Linked DNA regions of Mus musculus: region 1 is linked to region 2. Evidence: chromatin contacts called from public HiChIP or PLAC-seq data. All regions are on one chromosome and are shown on one strand. Each heading gives the region's core, a stretch centred on a gene start, on an enhancer-like site or on the middle of the called end of the contact. The rest is flanking DNA. Distances are from core to core; before and after follow the strand shown.

Region 1 (4,614 bases), core at 1,929-4,428, 350 kb before region 2:
TGGACAATAACTAGCCAGCAGAGTGCTATTGGGGAGGCGGTAGACATTTTAAGGGGTGGAGCCTTGGTGAGAGGCTGACCAGATATTGGAGTCTAGTCCCTTCCTTCCTTTTGCTTTCTGGCAGACATGAGCTAAGCCACTGGCTTCAACAAGCTTTCTCTGTCATGATGTGTTCCCACATCACAGGCACCACAACAACACACAACAACCAGAAACTTCTAAAGCTGTCAATCAAAATAAGCCTTCCCTGAATGACAGAGAGCGGCAGTGATCACTGAAACCTGCAGGCATCTTCTCGGGAGTCATTCACTCATTCTCTCTTACGGTGCTCCCTCCCGCTCCTGCCCTTAGGAAAGCTTTTCGTTCTCTCTTGCAGCAGGGCACCCAGGTGGCTATGCTGACACCTCAGAGCATGAAAAAGTCTACTCTGGTTTGAACTTGATGCCTCCCAAATTCAAATATTGCAAACTTAATCCACAACTCAACCGCATTGGGAGGTGGGTGGTGTTTAGGTCACAGTGGATTAATGTGATAAAAGGTTCTCCAAGGTAGGTTTTCTTTTGGCCTCCCTGTGTTCTTCAATAAAACGCCCATGTGAGACACTAACACATCACCCTGATATCTCAGCCTTCAAAACTGATAGAAACATTTATCTTCATTATAAGTTATCCAGGCTCAAGTATTTTGTTACAGTATCCCCAAAACAGAATCGAATTAGATGTGTTTTCTCCTTTTCCTTTAGGCACTTACATCTACTTAACAATGTTCCTTTGACTGCCCTCCATAGGGTGGGCAGTGAGAGATGCACACAATTTTCATGTCACTTTGATATATGATTACCATCTGCCATGGTCTGTCTGTCTGGGATGAGAGCAAAACAAGCCGATGAAATAGGAAGCCAAACCATCGTTTCTTTTTTTAGATTTACATTATTTTACTTGCATGAGTGTTTTACCTGTACATATGCATGGGTGTGTATGCATCATGCCTAGTGCCCATGGAGGACAGAAGGGGCCTTGGATTCCATGGAACTGGAGTTATGGGGCTATGAGCCTTCATGTGGGCACTGGAAAGTGAACCCAGGTCCTCTGTAAGAGCAATGAGTGCTCTTAACTGCTGAGCCATCTCTCCAACCCAAGAACAAATGTCTGTATTCATGGCTAATCTCATAGAGTCAACTTTACCCATTGATACATCATAGCAGTCAGTCAGTCTACACCCCACTGCCTCCTGGCACAGCCCAGCCTCCCAACTGTTTTCTTACTCAGGATATTGGGTTTCTGTCTTCCCTCCCATCTGACTCTACCCAGCCAGGTCTCTCTTCCTTCAGGCTGCCCTTTTCCAGGAGGTGTTGCCAATCATTTAGAGTGTGCCCTCGGTTGGGGGGAATCTGCTTTCTGCTCGCATGCTATGGTTTGACTTAATCTCAGGAATGAGGTCTTCGTGACACGTGGCCTGTGAGGGGCCACGGCGGGGACTCAGTCTTTTCCAGAAGCTGTGGCAGGTGAAAAATGCTGGCTGGTGGTTTTAAGGGCACCGGCACTATCCACCTGACTTCATGTCCTGCATCTCTGAGCAAGCACCCCAGGAGCCCAAATAACAGTGTTCCGGAGTCTAATTTTCCACTGTTTCTACTTCCGTGTATGGTGTCTCTCTGATGGATGCAGAGATCAGGTCTCTTCCTTTTGCTCCTTTCCTCTGAGCACATCCCCATACCTACCCAACTTATTTCCCAAACATCTCTCCACCCACCCACCAACACCCCCCATCTCCACATCCCACATCTCCATGCTCCCATCTCCACACCCCATCTCTACGCTCCCCATCTCCATACCCCTACTTGGGTCCAGGCCCTGCACCTGCAGTCATGCAGACTTCTGCCATGGGTCCCTTCTGGGTTCTGTCAGATGCTGTCCTGATGCATGGTTGCTCAGGGCACCCTGCACTCAGAGGCTTCTCTTTTGTTCTTAGCATCCAGCCTCCCTGTTGGGATTCAGACCCTGGACAAACAGCTTTTCTCTCCCACTCTTTCCCACCCCCACCCTGCCTCCCACCCATGGCGACTTCCCTGGCCTCCTTGCTTGGAACCAGAGAACCCACCTGAGAGCTGCTTCCCAATAGCCCTGCCTTTATAGGCTCCAATCTGGCTTGAACTGGCTCATTTCATTGTCGGAGAGGACCTATCACTTCCCATCCTGGTGCATGTTCTAAGGCCGGCCCTGCTTCCTCGACCCCCCACTCTCCAGCCCAGGGCTCCACCTACCTTCCTAAGGTGCTTTCCCATTCCACAGAGCTGCCACAACCCTTCCCACTGTAGTGGGTTGGTTTTTTTCTTTGCCTTGACCTCCTGGCAATGCTTCTCCAGGACCCCTTTCTCCCCACTCTGCACATAGACCACTGCCCAGAGAGAGCCACGCTCCCCAATATTGCTTTTCACACTGGCACCTGTGACCTGATCAACACCCTCTGGAGAGGGCGCAAAGGGTGGCCTGGTGGCTCTGTGCTGTATCAGCCCTGAATAGTTTCAGCTCAGAGCAGGAACTGGACGGAGTTGGGATAGACAGTCATCTCTATGGAACGGCAGTATTTCAAGCCATTTCCCTGTGTTATCTTGAGCTTCCCTCATAATGGACTAATTTTACAGACAAAGGGCATCGAAACAGAAGATGCTGTGTGCTGTTGAGAAGGCCTGACTGAGCTGGGTTTCTGCTCTTCCATCCTGTACTTTCTCTACCGGGTCTCTTCTTACACTCCCGGACTAAGTTTCAGTCCCGGTTCTGATCACTAGACGGCTGCAGAATGTCACGGAGAACACAGACCCTAGTGTTAGCATCCCTGCCTCAGCTCCAAACCCTGTTCCAGTTATTTTAGCCAAAGGAACTCATTTGTCTAAGTAAGGCAGTGACCGTGACCAGGGCAGGTCACGTGTGTATGATTAGCACCTGCCCAGAGACTGGGATGGACAGAGCAAGCTCATGGTATGTGCTGCACGCATTGCAGTATTTACCTACATGGTGTCAAATCCTTCCTGTTTGCAGAGCTAGGGGATTTAACTCTCTGCACCTTTCCCTTGTCACAATTACAGATGTCACCTCCATTGTGTCCAGGCTCCTCTGTTGCCCTATAATTACTTCCTGCTGCTGCTCTCTGCTTTCTGCCCCTGGGTACGGGCTCCCCCTGAATCTGGACAGCATCCCAGATGCCTGTCCTTTTAGGACTCCAGTTACATTTCACTGGCTGCTGAAAGGACTCTCCAGCCACAGAGGCTAATTTGGGATTGTTCCACACTCCCTCTTTTCTTCACCAATTCTCTCAAAAATCAATGTTGATTTTTCTGGAAGAGCCTACAGACACAGAGGGTCACAGTTCTTCCCCAGCATGGGGAAGCTATTTGTTAACACGTAAACTCCATTTGTTCCTTCCTCATTGGTGAAGGTTGAGTGTTCATGAACTCATTTCCTCACATACATTCTCTCTAGGAGAATAAGTAAGCCATCAGACACGGAAGCTAATGAGGACATCACGTCACAACTCGCTGGATCAGAGCAACCTGCGGAGGGATGGATGCGGGTGCAGGAATCCCCTTCCTCCTGGGAAATCTGCACCTTGAAACTGCTCTCTACAAAGATGAAGCCAGTGTAAGACACGTCAGTTCAGATAGCAAGACAAACTCACCACAGCAGGAGTGCATTCACACCTTGGAAACCATCATCTGCCAACTGAGAGTAAGGAGTGTCTAGTGTCAGGGTCTTGTTGGTCATTCTGATGCCAACATGCCAGAAGCTGGAGGCTGTCCCTCCAAAGGGGTACCACAAGAGAGGTTGGGGTTCTGCTGCTATTCTTCCTTATAAGGATCAGTGAAGGTGGGTGCTGGAGACTCAGGTGGCTCAGAAGTTAAGAGTTAAGAGCGCCACTGGTTAGAGCACCCTTGTAAAGAATGCAGGTTCAATTCCCAGCACCTTACAATGGTCTATGGCTTCTGTTCCAGGGAATCTGACGCCCTCTTCTGGCTTCCTCAAGCACTACATGCACATGGCTCACAGAAATACATGCAGGCAAATACTTATATACACAAGAAATAGTGGGGCAGAGGGAACAGAGGAGAGCTAGATGCCACTTCCCAACTGTGCATCCACAGTTACACCAGCGCCTCTGGGCACTGGCTTCTCTTCGGCCATCTGGAAGACCCTCTCACGCTTTTAGCTGTCTGTCCCAGCTCTGAGGCCTCATGTGCTAGAACCCAGTCAACACTCTGCATCCAGTTCTGCAAGTTCAAAGCAATCGACACCATGTCAAATAAATGATCTATTCAAAGTATTTGTAACATGTAGTGACACTAAGGTCCTATAAGAATCTGGGGTCAACCGCTGGTTTTTGGCAAAGCAAGAAGCAGACTATTTTTATTGTGCAGACCAGTGGTCCTCAACCTTCCTAATGCCGTGACCCCTTAATACGGTTCCTCATGTTGTGGTGACCCCCAATCATAAAACTATTTTCATTGTTACTTCGTAACTGTAAACTTGATACTGTTATGAGTCGTACGTGTCTGATATGCAGGATATCAGACAAGTGGCCTCTGTGGCAGGGTGATTCAACCCCAAAGGGGTTATGACG
Region 2 (4,442 bases), core at 936-3,435:
TTCTCCTCATGTCCCGAGTGACCTGTTCTAGCCAATGGCGTGTGAGAAGTGGCTTTTACCCTCTCTGGGGTGAACCTTTTAGAGCTGGTATCAGCTCCATCAAGTTCCCTTCCCTCTCCCCTTGTGGCAGTGATAGAGTTCAGAAGGACACTCCATCACCTTTGTCCCTGAGTGAACACAACAGGAAGTGAAGTTTCCCGGGACCCAAGGTGGACATGCAGCTCAAGTGACAGTTACTGTCCCACTAGGAGTAGATCACTCTCTAAGATCTTAGTGATCTTGGCCTCCTGGATTTTTATTTGAAAAGCAAACCTCTGAACTGAACACGTCACTCCTTGTGGTTAAGATCGTTAACAAGTGGAGAGATGACTCAGCGATTAAGGGCACTGACTGCTCTTCCAGAGGTCCTGAGTTTAATTCCCAGCAACCACATGGTGGCTCCCAACCATCTGTGATGGGATCTGATGCCCTCTTCTGGTGTGTCTGAAGACAGTGACAGTGTACTCATATACATAAAATAAAAATAAATAAATAAGAAGGAAGAGGAGGAGGGGGAGGAGGAGGAGGGGGAAGGAGGAGGAGGGGGGAAGGAGGAGGAGGGGGAAGGAGGAGGAGGAAGAGGAGGGGGAGAAGAGGAAGAAGAGGAGGAGGAGGAAGAGGAAGAAGAAGAAGAAGAAAGAAGAAGAAGAAGAAGAAGAAGTAAGAAGAAGAAGAAGAAGAAGAAGAAAGAAAGAAAGAAAGAAAGAAAGAAAGAAAGAAGAAGAAGAAGAAGAAGAAGAAGAAGAAGAAGAAGAAGAAGAAGAAAAATTGTCAACAAGAGGTTGGAAATCAATCAAACTCTGTAGATCAGCTAGCAGCAATGTTTGTTATTTTAGGCATATGAAGATTGTACAGTGCTGTGAAACTGTCAAGAGTGCGATGTTGAGAGTTACTTCCTCAATTCTCTCTGTGGCTATCTAGAGTCATCAGATCGCCTTCTCTCCAGTACAGAATATCCTTTTCTGCTAGTCAGCTCCTTTAGCCGCCCTTCCCACTCTGAAGCTGTTCCAGATCTGCCTCGAGAGAGGGTGGTTCAGTGGTTAGGAGCATTGCACCAGTACTCTCATCTGGGCAAAAATAGCCCATAGTCTGGAGTGTTACTCCTTTATCAATAAGGCTCTGGCCCACATCTGACCTTGATCTCTAGATAAGAGTAAGAGGCGCATTTGCAGGATTGTCCCCCACTTCCTGACGCAACCACTCCAGCCTAAGGTCTTCCTTTTTTGGACGGGTCCCCAAATCACAGAACTCTCAGCTTGCTTCTCTTCCTCAGGAAGTAACCCCCTATCAGCTGCAGGTGTGCTCCAGCTGTGCGCGTTGGCGGCCATTAGCGGCGGTCCTACTGTCTAGGGTGTTGCCATGGCTTTGTGAGACTTACTTACATCTTCTCAACAGAGAAAGAGCCGACTTTCAGAGAGATTTAACAATCCCCTCCCCCGCAACTCAGCAGGGGTGGCTGGAGAGAAGCTCACTAATGAAGAACACTTACTGCTCTGGGTTCCGTTTCTACGCTCTCAGGGCAGCTCACAACTGCCTGTAACACAAATTCTAGCACCATTTTCTGACCTCTGCTCGGCGTGGGCATACACATAAAATAAATGACTACGTAAAATGTAGTGAATATTTCGTTTAAATTTTCCCAAGGCCAACAACTCCCCTACTCGGAACTCTTCTCCTCTCATGAACTTTCAGTGTCTTCTCTCTCACATTGCTTGTGCAGACGCTTGCTGGGTCCACCGGAATGCTGCAGTGAACTGCAACCCTAGCGTATGACGTTTCCAACCACTTATTATTATCATCATTATTATCATTATTATTATTATCATTATCTGCTTTGGACAGGAGTCTTGTTATATCGTTGGGCTAGTCTCGAACTCTCGATCCAGATACCTATGACTCCACGGCGCTTCAGCGAAAACCAATAATCCTATCCAGATACGCTTAGCAGAACCTTCGCAGAGCTGCCGGGATCACCCAACTTGCCCAGCAACTCGGGGAGATTCAGCCGCTGAACCTTCGGGGGCGGGTGCAAGAGAATGACACTGCGCTAGACCAATCGCTACGGGGGCGCCGGCCGCCATACCCAATCACAAGCGAGCTAGGGAAGCGGGTGACAGCTCCGGCCGAAGATTGCCAGCTCTTGGCAGAGTGATGATGCTCGGCGGCCGAGTCACCACTAGGGCCCAAAGACCAAGAGTGCGGCGGCGCGGGGAGCGGCGGGGACTGAGTCCAGGGCCAACAGAGTCCGGGAGGTGCGCTTATTTCTCTTTGCCTTCTAACAGGGCTCGAGTGTCCCGTCCCAAGGGACGTCCCCCTGTTGCGGTCTAGCTCCACCTCGCTGCCCCTTCCTTTGGCTCTTCCCAGCTGGCGAACCGTGCTGAAAACCCGGGGGCGCTACGCCCCGCACTGGGTAACGGAGAACACAGTCCCGACTACGGTCCCACCTGTGCCTAGCCTAGCAGGAAAACTGTAACCGTGGGGTGAGTTTTAAAAACGAAAACAGAAACTAAACTCCCCTTCCGATCGGGAGCTGCTTTTTACAAGGCCCTTAACCTGCAGCCAAAATAATAGTAATTACATAACCTCCGGGTCCCCGGGTAACTTCATTGTTTACCTTATGGGAACCGGCCGGTGCTGTTCTGCTCAGCACTGTGAGCATTAGCTAAGCGGAGTCGGGGGCGGAGGTTGACTTAGTCCCTGCTCCTCGGAGAGAACTAGGGTACCCTCTCCCGGCAAGGGCACTCTCTCAGAAATCTGGAACTCTTTTTGCTTGCTAATGTTTGTTTATGACACATTGTTCCAACTTCCCCACTTTTGAGAATTTAGCCTCTGGGATAAAAAATCAACTGATGATTTCTATCCCCCCCCCCCACACTCGCCCCGTTTCTCTCCTCCCGCTTCCCGCTCTGCAATAGACTCGATCTGCCCACTTGAGCAATATGAAGATTTCATTCATAGAGCCCGCCATTCTCCTGAACGCGTTTGCTATGACTCTGACCATCCCGCTGACAGCGCAGTACGTGTACCGGAGGATCTGGGAGGAAACCGGTAACTACACCTTTGCTTCCAATAGCAATGGCTCTGAGTGTGACCAAAACAAAAGCAGCTCCATCTTTGCATTCCGGGAGGTAAGAAATTAAAATTAAAACCTCCCATCCTGGAGTCACAGGGAATGGAAACAGGTTCCAAACCAAAGAGGCTCTCCAAGGTGTGACCACACACACACACACACACACACACACACACACACACACACACTGAAATTAAGCCACCTTCTCTCTGTTCCTATTTCGGTTAATAGTTCCTCTTGACACCTTTAATCTGGCTCTTTCTAACTCTCTAAGGCACCTCCACTCCTGTCCCCAATCCCCACCCACCTTGTGGGACCAACTCTTTTATCCTTAGGAAATCTCACTACAATCTCACCCACTCTTCCTTGGTCTCTTGAATAACAAAAGTCCAGAAAAACTGACCAGAGTCAGCTGCCTCCCATGGGGGCGGGGCAGCAATTGTTGAGGTCTGGAGGCAGCCTTAGATAAGATAAACTGGGCTCCCTGGAGTTGAGTCCTGCATCCACATCTGGGCTGGCGAGTGCTTACTTTAGCTCTCAGTAAAACCGTTTAGCTAGACGTGGTGGGGACTCGCTCGGTTCTGTGTGTATCTGACAAGAGCTTTGTCATCATTCTCATCATTCTTATGAGGCAGGCTCTGTCAAGCAGGATTCAGGAGACGTCAGCTGTTTATCTACAGGGCTGCGTTTGCAAGCTCAGAACTGCGCTCACTTAGGCATATTTGGTGGCAACAAAAGATTGGCCCTGCCTTCACCCGCACAGACAAGAGAGGGTGGAGGCAGCTGCACAGCTGCCTTCCCTGATCGTAGGGTCTCTCTGTACCGGCAAATGAGCCTGGGGTGAGGACCCGCAGAGAGTGCCCATGGGAAGGCCTGAGGCCCCCCGCAGCAGCCCAAAGGTAGCAGGCAGAAGTGGATGGGACAAAGTTCACCTGCATGGCCAAGGCCTGCCCTCACTCATGCCCTCTTGCTGAGGAGAGCTTTCTTGGAATAGAGCATTCCAACCAGCCATGGGGACAGCACAACCATAAAGAGTCATAAGGGCCTCACCAGTGGTTCACTGCCCTCTACAAAGTCTGCTCACGTCTGTAATACAGCACTCAGGAGGCTGGAGGAGGGTTGTGAGTTCAAGATCAACCTGGGCTACCCTGTCTCAAGGTAACAACAACAATAAAGGGGCAGAAGGATGGCTAGATAGATAGACAGACAGACAGATAGGTACATCGATTGATCGTTAGAGGTAGGTAGAGAGACAGACAGACAGACAGATGGAAGAAGCTAAGTACTAGATCACATGACTATGATGTCCAAGGGCCTAGGCTGGATTCCTCAG

Evidence for each region. HiChIP or PLAC-seq counts read pairs in DNA pulled down with a chosen protein or histone mark.
Region 1: a contact with region 2 is called in an H3K27ac HiChIP or PLAC-seq map of VIP interneurons, with 4 times the contacts expected there. The contact joins the enhancer-like site here to the promoter of Slc46a3 in region 2. A contact is called at or near these places in 3 of 39 promoter capture datasets (the 3T3-L1 cell line, hippocampal neurons and second pharyngeal arch cranial neural crest), 1 of 484 Hi-C or Micro-C datasets (neurons), 12 of 115 datasets of contacts at active chromatin or transcription factors (SST interneurons, VIP interneurons, cardiomyocytes and 8 more) and 1 of 9 other capture datasets (pancreatic islet).

Annotation. Positions count from the first base shown.
Region 1 is chr5:148,246,990-148,251,603 of GRCm38.p6, reverse strand. The region is part of intron 7 of Mtus2 (microtubule associated tumor suppressor candidate 2); the gene reads right to left. Among named protein-coding and RNA genes, the nearest start is that of Gm46928, 99 kb to the right of the region's middle. Within about 2 kb of position 3,178, at least 10 of the 459 cell types and tissues checked have an H3K27ac peak or open chromatin away from gene starts, as enhancers often do. A contact at or near this core is called in VIP interneurons, craniofacial prominence and second pharyngeal arch cranial neural crest, where this site is marked.
Region 2 is chr5:147,892,558-147,896,999 of GRCm38.p6, reverse strand. It overlaps Slc46a3 (solute carrier family 46, member 3), which reads left to right and starts at 2,185. Exons shown (of 6, transcript NM_027872.4): 1 at 2,185-2,519; 2 at 2,955-3,167. The coding sequence starts at 2,979.